3 separate regions of the Sus scrofa genome follow, and all the other regions are linked to region 3. The links are chromatin contacts, called in public Hi-C and HiChIP or PLAC-seq maps. All regions are on one chromosome and are shown on one strand. Each heading gives the region's core, a stretch centred on a gene start, on an enhancer-like site or on the middle of the called end of the contact. The rest is flanking DNA. Distances are from core to core; before and after follow the strand shown. Region 1 holds the start of DYNLL1 (dynein light chain LC8-type 1). Region 2 holds the start of RAB35 (RAB35, member RAS oncogene family). Region 3 holds the start of SIRT4 (sirtuin 4).

What was found. Hi-C and Micro-C count contacts between places; a contact is called where the count stands out from the background. HiChIP or PLAC-seq counts read pairs in DNA pulled down with a chosen protein or histone mark.
Region 1: a contact with region 3 is called in a Hi-C map of liver, with 3 times the contacts expected there. The contact joins the promoter of DYNLL1 here to the promoter of SIRT4 in region 3. A contact is called at or near these places in 3 of 47 Hi-C or Micro-C datasets (epiblast stem cells, liver and skeletal muscle) and 1 of 2 datasets of contacts at active chromatin or transcription factors (alveolar macrophages).
Region 2: an H3K27ac HiChIP or PLAC-seq map of alveolar macrophages shows a contact between it and region 3. The contact joins the promoter of RAB35 here to the promoter of SIRT4 in region 3. A contact is called at or near these places in 9 of 47 Hi-C or Micro-C datasets (fetal heart ventricle, heart right ventricle, liver and 4 more) and 2 of 2 datasets of contacts at active chromatin or transcription factors (alveolar macrophages and skeletal muscle).

The regions. Positions count from the first base shown.
Region 1 is chr14:40,454,579-40,457,597 of Sscrofa11.1, reverse strand. DYNLL1 (dynein light chain LC8-type 1) reads right to left here and starts at 1,644. Exons shown (of 3, transcript NM_001195114.2): 1 at 1,511-1,644; 2 at 1,165-1,302. The coding sequence starts at 1,296.
Region 2 is chr14:40,139,853-40,143,089 of Sscrofa11.1, reverse strand. RAB35 (RAB35, member RAS oncogene family) reads left to right here and starts at 1,829. Exons shown (of 6, transcript NM_001243291.1): 1 at 1,829-2,008. The coding sequence starts at 1,957.
Region 3 is chr14:40,288,818-40,291,768 of Sscrofa11.1, reverse strand. SIRT4 (sirtuin 4) reads right to left here and starts at 1,481. Exons shown (of 5, transcript NM_001114270.2): 1 at 1,423-1,481. LOC102165911 (a long non-coding RNA gene) reads left to right here. Exons shown (of 4, transcript XR_002338550.1): 3 at 1,810-1,857.

The DNA.
Region 1 (3,019 bases), core at 395-2,894, 170 kb before region 3:
AGCAGGTGACATCAACAGTTCTAGTTTATGTTTTTGTGTCTTAACATAACTATCCTACTGTATGACATGCACCCCCAGGTCCAAGAAAATAATATTTAGCGCAAAATACTGCCCTGTAACTCATTCCAGGATCATGTGAAAAGACTTCTAAACAACAAAGCCTCAATTAGCATCTAATCCGCTGTGGGTTAAAATTTTAAGTGGACAAGACACTTGGCTCTCCACTGTCCCTATAAAGAATGATGAAGAACCTGACAGCCAACTGAGCAAATTTTATTTTTAATGTCAATAGCCCTTCTGCTTCCATCTATACTGATGGTGCTAATCTACTACCTGGTTCTCAAATATAGCAAATTGCAGCCACAAATTTTCCAGAGCCCACCCTCGAGTGTTAATTTTTCACTTGGTTACCCTAGGCAGAGGCCAAAACTAATCTTTCTCTATGAAAGTCTTACAAGTCTCTGGTGAGTTAGGCAAAATTTGGCTACTCTTGTACTTCAGCAGGGACATCTTTTAGATTAAGGGGAAAAACATTCTTATAAACTAGACCAATGCATGCCTGCCTTTGTCAAAAGATATTTATTTCTGTTCCATCTGAAGTCTTTCATCGTCTCATTCCCCACTGGAACCCTCCCACGGCTTAGGCTGCCAGCTTCCTTCCCTTCTAGAAAACAGAGCTCGAGAAGTTGGCAGGCCTGCCAGCTTTCTACAGACTGCCATTTACCAATCCCCCACCATCACTACCACCCACTTTCCCCTCAACTGCCGACTGACTCCCCACTGGAGGTTGGCAAGATCTCCCTCCGGTCCTGCTGGAAACACCCACGCAGCTCCCCCCTCCCAAACACCCAGATGGATCCTCCGCGCAGCAATCACGGAGAAAGGAGAGCCGCTGCTCCCTGATCCTAGAAACCGTTGCTAGGTGGCGCTTTACCCGCGGAGCTGGGTAATAAAAAAACTTCGGGCGCTCAGGGTCTAATATTCAGGAGAAGCGCAAAAATCATGTGCATCCTTTTCTAGAAACCTCTATACCCGCGCTGCCTTGTGTGCCCCCAGGATCTCTGCAGCGTGCTGGGTCGCAGGATCAAGGAGATGGAACTAGATTGTTACTCTCCCCAGCTGTGCGTAAACTCCCCGAGCCCCCAGCCCGCGCTCTGTCCTCACCTTCTTGATATGGGCCGCAATGTCCTTCTCTATATTATATTTCTCCAGTGCCTGAGTAGCACACTCCACCGAATCCTGTTGCATCTCCTCCGACATATCGGCATTTTTGATCACGGCCTTTCGGTCACACATGGTTACCTGGGGGGCAAGGCCCGGGCAAAGGGTAAGGAATTGAGGTGTCGGCTGCGTCTGCAAAGCGCCTGCTTCCCAGGCCCGCTCTGCCCGCCCCACGCCACCCCGGGACGACGCCCCCCACCCCGCCTCTCAGGAAGCGCCGGCCGCGCGGACCGAAGAAGCCCTGCGGGGGACGAAGCCAGGTAGCGGAGTACCCCCTCCCGAGCCTTACCAAGTAGCAGCGGCTGGCCGACTGCAACGGTCTCCTGGGGGAGGGGCTGCGGAGGATCAGACCCGTCGGGAGAGGCGGTCGCTACCGAAGCCGTGGCGCATCTAAGCAGCCCCACTCCAGCCGCCGCCGCCTAGTGCCTAAGCCCCGCCCTGTTCCCGCCGGCCCCGCCCCCCGCCGAACGCCCCTATTGGCTTGACTCAGCCCCTAAGACTCTCCCATTGGCCCAGGGACTGAATGGTTCCCTCAGGATCTTTCTCCTGCATTTTGTTGCAGACCACAATGCACCGCTCTCGGCGTCCGTTGCCCCGGCAATGGGCCACACGCGGTGCGGGCCCAAACACCCCTAAGGTGGTGCAGTGGCTGAGTAGCGAGGACCACCCAGCGGCTAGGGTAGTCGAAGGGGTTGTCCTCCCAAACCAAGAGAAGTGATTCTCAATTTACAGAGGTTGTCCCAGGGTGTGTTCTCCAATAAGGATAGTCTTGGGAAGTTGGGTATCCTACATTCCTCCCTACCTCCACCCCACGTCAAAAGGATTTTCCGATTCTGAGGTAGCGATTCCCTTCATTGAAAAGGTATCTGTGAGGGGAGGCAGGGCCGGCTTCGTGGGGAAGTGACCAGTGCAGTCGCAGAAGAGGAGCCTCGGGGTTTGGTTTTATGCTCTGTGATCTCATTCTTGAAATTCTTATTAATTTGTCTTAAAAAGGGACGCCACATTTTCATATTGCATTGGGCCAGCCAGACTTACTCTGAAACATGGCGGCAGTGGGGGGTTGTGGTTTGGAAGTCCTGAAGAATGAGAGAGGGTTTCCTTGTGAATTAAGAGATTATCCGCAAGAGTGGGGCCTCCCTGCTGGGCAATGCTAACTTCCTTTTAAGGGGATGGAGGACCTTCCCAATGGATTTGGAAGTGTTAATCCTGAGTGTGTGTGTCAAGGGTGGGGCATCTTGCTCAGATGAGGCCATCTTTCCTGTGGGAGTTTCTTGGTGGAGATTTATCTCTGGGGCCAAAGTGGATAGAAAGGCATCCCTCAGAGGTATTTTCTCTAGTTTAGGAAGACTAACTGCTTAAGTGGTTAGAAAAAGCAAGGGGGGATTGGGGAGCAGGGTCAGTCATTTACTAGCTGTTTGAACCTCAGTTTTCTAATCGGAAAAGGGGGACTAAATATAAAAGGAAACCACTTAATATGCTTGTTGAGAATATTAAATAAACTAATGCATTTGAAATTCTTAGCACTACTTGGGGCACATAGTAAGGGTTGGAAGAATCTCACCAGTAACTGTCAGCTTATGGAACAGTTACGGCAAGGGCAAGGTTTTCAACAACCAACACTTAAATGCCTAAAATGGGGGGGAGGGGGTCGTTTGCTTTTTGTTCTTTTGGTTTTCTTGCTTTTTAGGGCTTCACCTGCGGCACATGGAAGTTCCCGGGCTAGGGGTCAAATTGGAGCTACAGCTGCCAGCCTACACAACAGCCACAGCAACTTGGGATCCGAGCCAAGTCTGCAACA
Region 2 (3,237 bases), core at 580-3,079, 150 kb after region 3:
AGTCCCTGTTCTTCTGCCATCTCAGTTCCTGGAAAAACAACTCAAAGCTTGAGTCAGACACTCCATATATTGTTCAAGGATCTTCTCTGTAACATTGTTTATGACAACAAGAAATTATAACATGAACGCCTATCAACAGCAGGAGTAGTTCAATAGTACCACCACACACACACACACACACACACACACACACATTTTTTTTTTTTGTCTTTTTATTTGAGGGCTGCATCCGCAGCAGCATATGGAGGTTCCCAGGCTAGGGATCAAATCGGAGCTTTGGCTGCCTGGCAAAACCACAGCCACAGCAACATCAGATCCAAGCTGAGTCCTACACCACAGCTCACCGCAACACCGGATCATTAACCCACTGAGCGAGGCCAGGGATCGAACCCTCTTCCTCATGGATACTAGTTGGATTTGTTACCACTGACACAATGGGAACTCCAGTATCACCATATATATATGATGGAGTGTCATACCCATGCAGCTGTGATGACAGAAGGCCCAAGTATGTTGTTAAAGAGAAAAAGCAATTTAAGTGTATGCACAGGCAAAGGAAATTAATTGAAGGACATTTATTCATTCAACAAATATTTGTTAAACTTAAAACATTTAACTTTTAATAAATTTATTAACAGGGTTTGTTTACATGTGAGGAATGGGTCTGAGGGAAAAGCAGTAATTTGTACTTTTTGGTAACCTTCTGTATATATTTAAAAACCAAGAGAATTACTTTGTATAAAGTCAAGGTAAAAGGAAGTTTGAGAAAGCAAGTAGAAATATATAAAAGGTACTTCACTAGAAAGTGAGAGGGACATACAGAACTTGTAACAAATTTTTTTCTCTTCAGTTCTGTAAATGAGGATGGCAAGAGGCGCATTCTACTTTTAGTGCAGGTGGGAACTTACTCTACAACCGGAAAAAAACTGGGTCTGATGATAAACCGAATACCGCTTAACTTCTGCAACCCAGGTCTTCCTACCACGTGATTTGGAAAAGTGGTGTATCTGTAGATGGTGTGAAATTGAAGCTGCAGGAGCTGCTGCTGTCGATCTGCGGGGTTCGTCACCTCCCAGGCTCAACGTCATGTTGGACAGGACCCTGAATCTGGTATCACCCACCCCGTTTTATCAACAAGGCAACTCAAGCTCCAATAGGTCTCTGGGCTAGGATGGGACTTCTCCCCAGCACTGACGTCAAAGCCATACACCTAACACGTTACTCCCCAGCGGGCGACTCCGGTCCTGTACACACCGCAGCCTCCAGCCGCCTCGGCGTCCTGTCCATAGGCTCGGGAGACGGTAGGGGGCCGGAGCTAGCACCCCGGAGGCGGCGTCCACGCAGAAGGGGGCGGAGTGTCCGAGTCCCCAGCCCCGAGAAACCGGGAGCTCGGCGTAAGCCCCGCCCCAGCGGTCACTGCCAGTCTTTTCCTCTCCGCAGCGCTTGCGGGTCTTGAAGATGAAGGAGCGGGTCTTTTCCGGGCCACGGCCGGACTTCTTCCTCATTCTAGGCTTCTTCCAATTAGGGTTCCACCGCAGCTCTGCTCTCCGAACCCTCCAGGCCGCGGGCTGCGGGCTGCGGGCGGCGGCGGCTGCTGTGATCGGCGAAAAGACGCAGGAAAGGCCAGCCCTCGCCCGCGGGACTCTGCCTGGGCGCACGCGCAGTGCGTGAGCGCGGAGAGGGCGCGGCTGGCTGCGGCCGCGGCTGCGCAGAGGCGGGGACAGGCGCTGCGCCTGCGCAGTGGCGGGGCGGGGCGGGAAGGAGGGAGGCGGTGGCAGCGGCGGCGGCTGCTGAAGAGGAGGAGGAGGAGGAGGGGGAGCGGAGGGAGGTGTTTCTGTCAGTTCCGGCTGTTTGTTCGGGAAGTGGATCCGCCGCTGCCGGAGCAGCCCGGAGGGAGCTGCGGATCGCGAGGCCAGCACCGACCCCGCCCGCCCGCGCGCGCCTCCCCCGCCCGCCATGGCCCGGGACTACGACCACCTCTTCAAGCTGCTCATCATCGGCGACAGCGGTAAGGGCCGCGGCGGCCGGAGGCGGCGTGGGCCCTGCCGGGCGCGGCCCGCAGGGGCCTCGGGGCGGGCAGACTGGCGGGGAGGTGCCGGCCCGCGCGGGGCGGGTGGGGCAGCCGGCGGCTGCAGGGGCGCGCGGAGGGGCTCGGGGCGGCTCCGAGGTGAGGCTGGGGCGCGGGGATACGGAGCCGAGGGGCCGGGTGCGCGGGGCTCGGGGCTGGGCTCCCGGTCCACTGGTCGCGCCGGCCCCTGCCTCACGTGTGACCTTGGTCAAGTCGCGCGGTGTCTGGAGTTGGAGGGACCCAGGTTCGAGTCTCGGGACTACTAGCTTCCTCATTCTGACCTTGGGCGAATTGTTTCGCCTTTCCGAGCCTCAGTTTCCTCATCTGAGAATTGGGGACTTGCCTCGTAGGGTGGTGTGAGTATTGGATGAGATAAAGCTGGAAAAGTGCTTAACACTCGACCTGGTGGAGTGAGCTAGCTCTAGGTAGATGTTAGCAATCGATGTGGTTATCAGTAGCCTTTGGAAGCTTCAGTTTCATCCTCTGTAAAATGGGGATATTCCCAGAACCTTCCTCATGAGATTCCTGTGAGGTTTAAATGAAGTAAGACAGGTAAAGCACTTCACTCAAGGACTGGCACATTCCTGCTGAATTATTATCTCTGTATGCTTCCGTTTCCTCATCTGTAAAAATGAAATAGTAGTACGATCTGCCTCACTGAGCTGATTGAGTATTCAGTGAGATATTGCACACACTATGTTGGGAAAAGTGTCTGACACATAGTGAGTTCTTAGTATATGTTTGCTGTTACGTATTGTACACTAGATGCTAGACAGATATTGGAGGTGGGTCTGCCAACATTACAAAAGTGCTTTGACCGTTTATACACTCCTAGAGAGCTTGGGGCAGTGCTCACTCTCCAGTGGCTAGTGCAGTGCCTGGCACCCAGTAGGTGCCTAATATATATTTGTCGAATGAATGAATGAATGAATATCAAGTACCCTCGGAAAAGCTAGTCTGGTTTCTGAGAAAGGGTGGAGGGTTTTTAGAGGTGTTTGGAGTGCGGCAGGTAAGCAGGTTTATTAAAGGGGTGACCAAGAGGTCAGGGAAGCAGGCCCCAGGAGGTTTCTGGGAGCGTAGCTGAGGCCCTGGGACTTTATGATGGGGAAGGAGGCTTGGGAAAGTGCCAAGTTTATAGACCAGACTTGAGTTGAATGTGGGCATCGAGG
Region 3 (2,951 bases), core at 232-2,731:
TCGATTGCCAGCCCAGTGCAGTGGGTTAAAGGATCCAGCATTGCTGCAGCTGTGCATGGATCACAGCTGTGGCTGGGACTCAGTCCCTGGCCTGGGAACTTCCATATGCCTTGAGTGTGGCCATAACATTTTCTAAAAATTAAAAATAAATAGAAAATAGGAGAAAGGTAAAGTAAAAAACTGATAAAACAGGAATTCCTATTGTGGCTCATCAGTAACGAATCTGACTAGTATTCATGAGGACATAGGTTCGATCCCTGGCCTTGCTTAGTGGGTTAAGTATATGGCATTGCTGTGGCTGTGGCATAGACCTGACAGCTACAGCTCCAATTCGACCCCTAGCCTGGGAACATCCATATGCCGCACGTATGGCCCTAAAAAGCGAAAAAAAATTGATAAAGCACAATTCTAGCATAACATTAGGCCTATTCTGTCTCTCCTAGTAACACCTGGCTGGTCAGCAATGAATTTCTTATAAACTTCAAAAGGTTAATGGCCTACCCCAGTATCTTTTAAGACCGTCAATAGCTCGGTGTTAATCCACTTGTGACATCTAAAGATGCCTCTATCAGAGGAATACATTTATATTTTTAGTTAATAACACCCCTTGGGGGAACTGTGTGTCCCATAAACCTACTTCCCATTTTATTTTATTTTTTTATTTTTTTGTCTTTTTGTCCTTTTAGGACCGCACCTGCAGCATATGGAGCTTCCCAGGCTAGGGGTCTAATCAGAGCTACGGCCGCCGGCCTACACCACAGCCACAGCAACGCCAGATCAGAGCTGTGTCTGCAACCTACACCACAGCTCATGGCAACACCGGATCCTTAACCCACTAAGCTAGGCCAAGGATCAAACCCACAACCTCATGGTTCCTAGTCGGATTCGTTAACCACTGAGCCACGATGGGAACTCCTGCTTTGCCTTTTTGTCTTTCTTTCTTTCTTTCTTTTTTTCTTTTTCTTTTTGCCATGCCTGCAGCATGTGGAAGTTCCTGCACCACAGCAGCAACCTGAGCCACTGCAGTGACAAGGCTGGATCCTTAACCTGCTGTGCCACAAGGGAATATCTACTCCACCTTTTCTAGTTGTGAAAACAAGGCTTTGACATATTGCATGGTCAAATGCAGAAATTCTCTAGTGACGTGTACCCCATATGTAAACATTATTTCATGCTGAGCTTTCCAAATCTGGGATCAGGACTCTGATTTCTCCTTGACACACCACAGCAACACGTGAACAGCTAGACAAATACATAATCTGGATTCCTGAGACCAAAGGGCTTGGGAAATCCCTTTGAAAACGCTCTGTTGGAACAGCTGCTGTCTCCCAGTTCCCACCAAAGGGCAAAGAAGAGAAATGGTATCCCTTACGAGAAATCCACAATTTTTAGAAACCTGCAGCCTGAACAGAACACACTTACCTTTCACAGTTTAAGGGACACTCCACACCCGGCAGTGGGACTGACTGACTATATTTGCATTTTGGGAAATGTAGTGCATGAAGCCGAAATGATGCAAAAAAAACTACAAGTCCCACAATTCTATGGGCTTCCCATTTGAGGGCCCCATATTGTCCCATAGCGCCTCTGTCGGCCCATTCTGGTCAGAGGTTTCCAACCTTCGTTTGCAAAGTGTGCTTTTCCAAAGCCAACAAGCCTATCATCTGTTTGAGAAGTGGTTAAGAGCTTGGACGCTACTGTCCTGGGTGCAATGTAGTACATCCAAATAGCAATAACTTAGGAATTCATTTTCTCTTAAGCTAGAAGCTTTAATACTGGATCTAGATTTTTTTTTTTTTTTCTTTTCAGGGCCGCTGGGAAGTCATCCATGGAGGATGAAGTTACCCAAGACAGCTGGTGAATCACAATTTCCCTTGATAGATTCTGACAGGGTGTATTGAGCCACCAATCAAGACTTTCTTGGAGTTTCCATGGCTCAGCAGTTAACAAACCTGGCCAGCATCCGTGTGTGAGGACACAGGTTTGATCCCTGTCCTCGTTCCGTGGGCTAGGGATCCAGTGTTGCTGTGAGCTGTGGTGTAGGTCACAGATGCAGCTCGGATCCCATGTTGCTGGGGCTGTGATATAGGCCGGTGGTTACAGCTCCAACTGGACCCCTAGCCTGGGAACCTCCATATGCCTGTGGGTTTAGCCCTACAAAGACAGAAAGCCAAAAAAAAAACACATTCTCAAGGGCTGAGAAATTCTTTGGATGATCCTAGTTTTTTTATTTCTCATGACTCGACCACACCACAAATTAGTGACAAAGTTCTTGATTGGATCAAAGTAAATTACTCTAAATTAATCAAATTGCTAGTATTCCCCCCCCACCCTGGCAGTTATGGATGTGAAAAAAAATTAATTACCCATCAGCATCAAACAGACCTTTTATGTCATGTTTTTTTCCTTTTTAGTCCCACACCTGTGGCATAAGGAAGTTCCTGGGCTAGGGCTTGAATTAGAGCTGCAGCTGCCAGCCTACACCACAGCTTGTGACAATGCTGGATCCTTAATCCATTGAGCAAGGCCAGGGACCAAACCTGCATCCTCATGGATACTAGTCAGGTTCTTAACCTGATGAACCACAATGGAAACTCCTTATGTCATTTTTTTACATCTAGTCAATGACTACATAAATGGTCATTAAGCAATACTTTGAATGTTTCATGTTTAAAATTTTCATAATAAAATGCTGGAGGAAATGTCATTTTCTTGGAGACTACTATTTGCATCTTATTTAGTAGCAAAAAACAAGTCTTTTGGAGAATATAGTTCAGAGCTGAACCAAGTCTAGGCACATGTTTCTAGTAGCTTTTGACTTGCCAAGGCAATGAGAGTGAAAGTAACTTCAAACTCATGAATTGTGGGCATTTCTGTGGAAATAGCCTCTTTCAGCCTCTCTCCTCTGAATTAAGGTGTCTACAGAAAACCCTTTGAGGTTAAACAGAGAA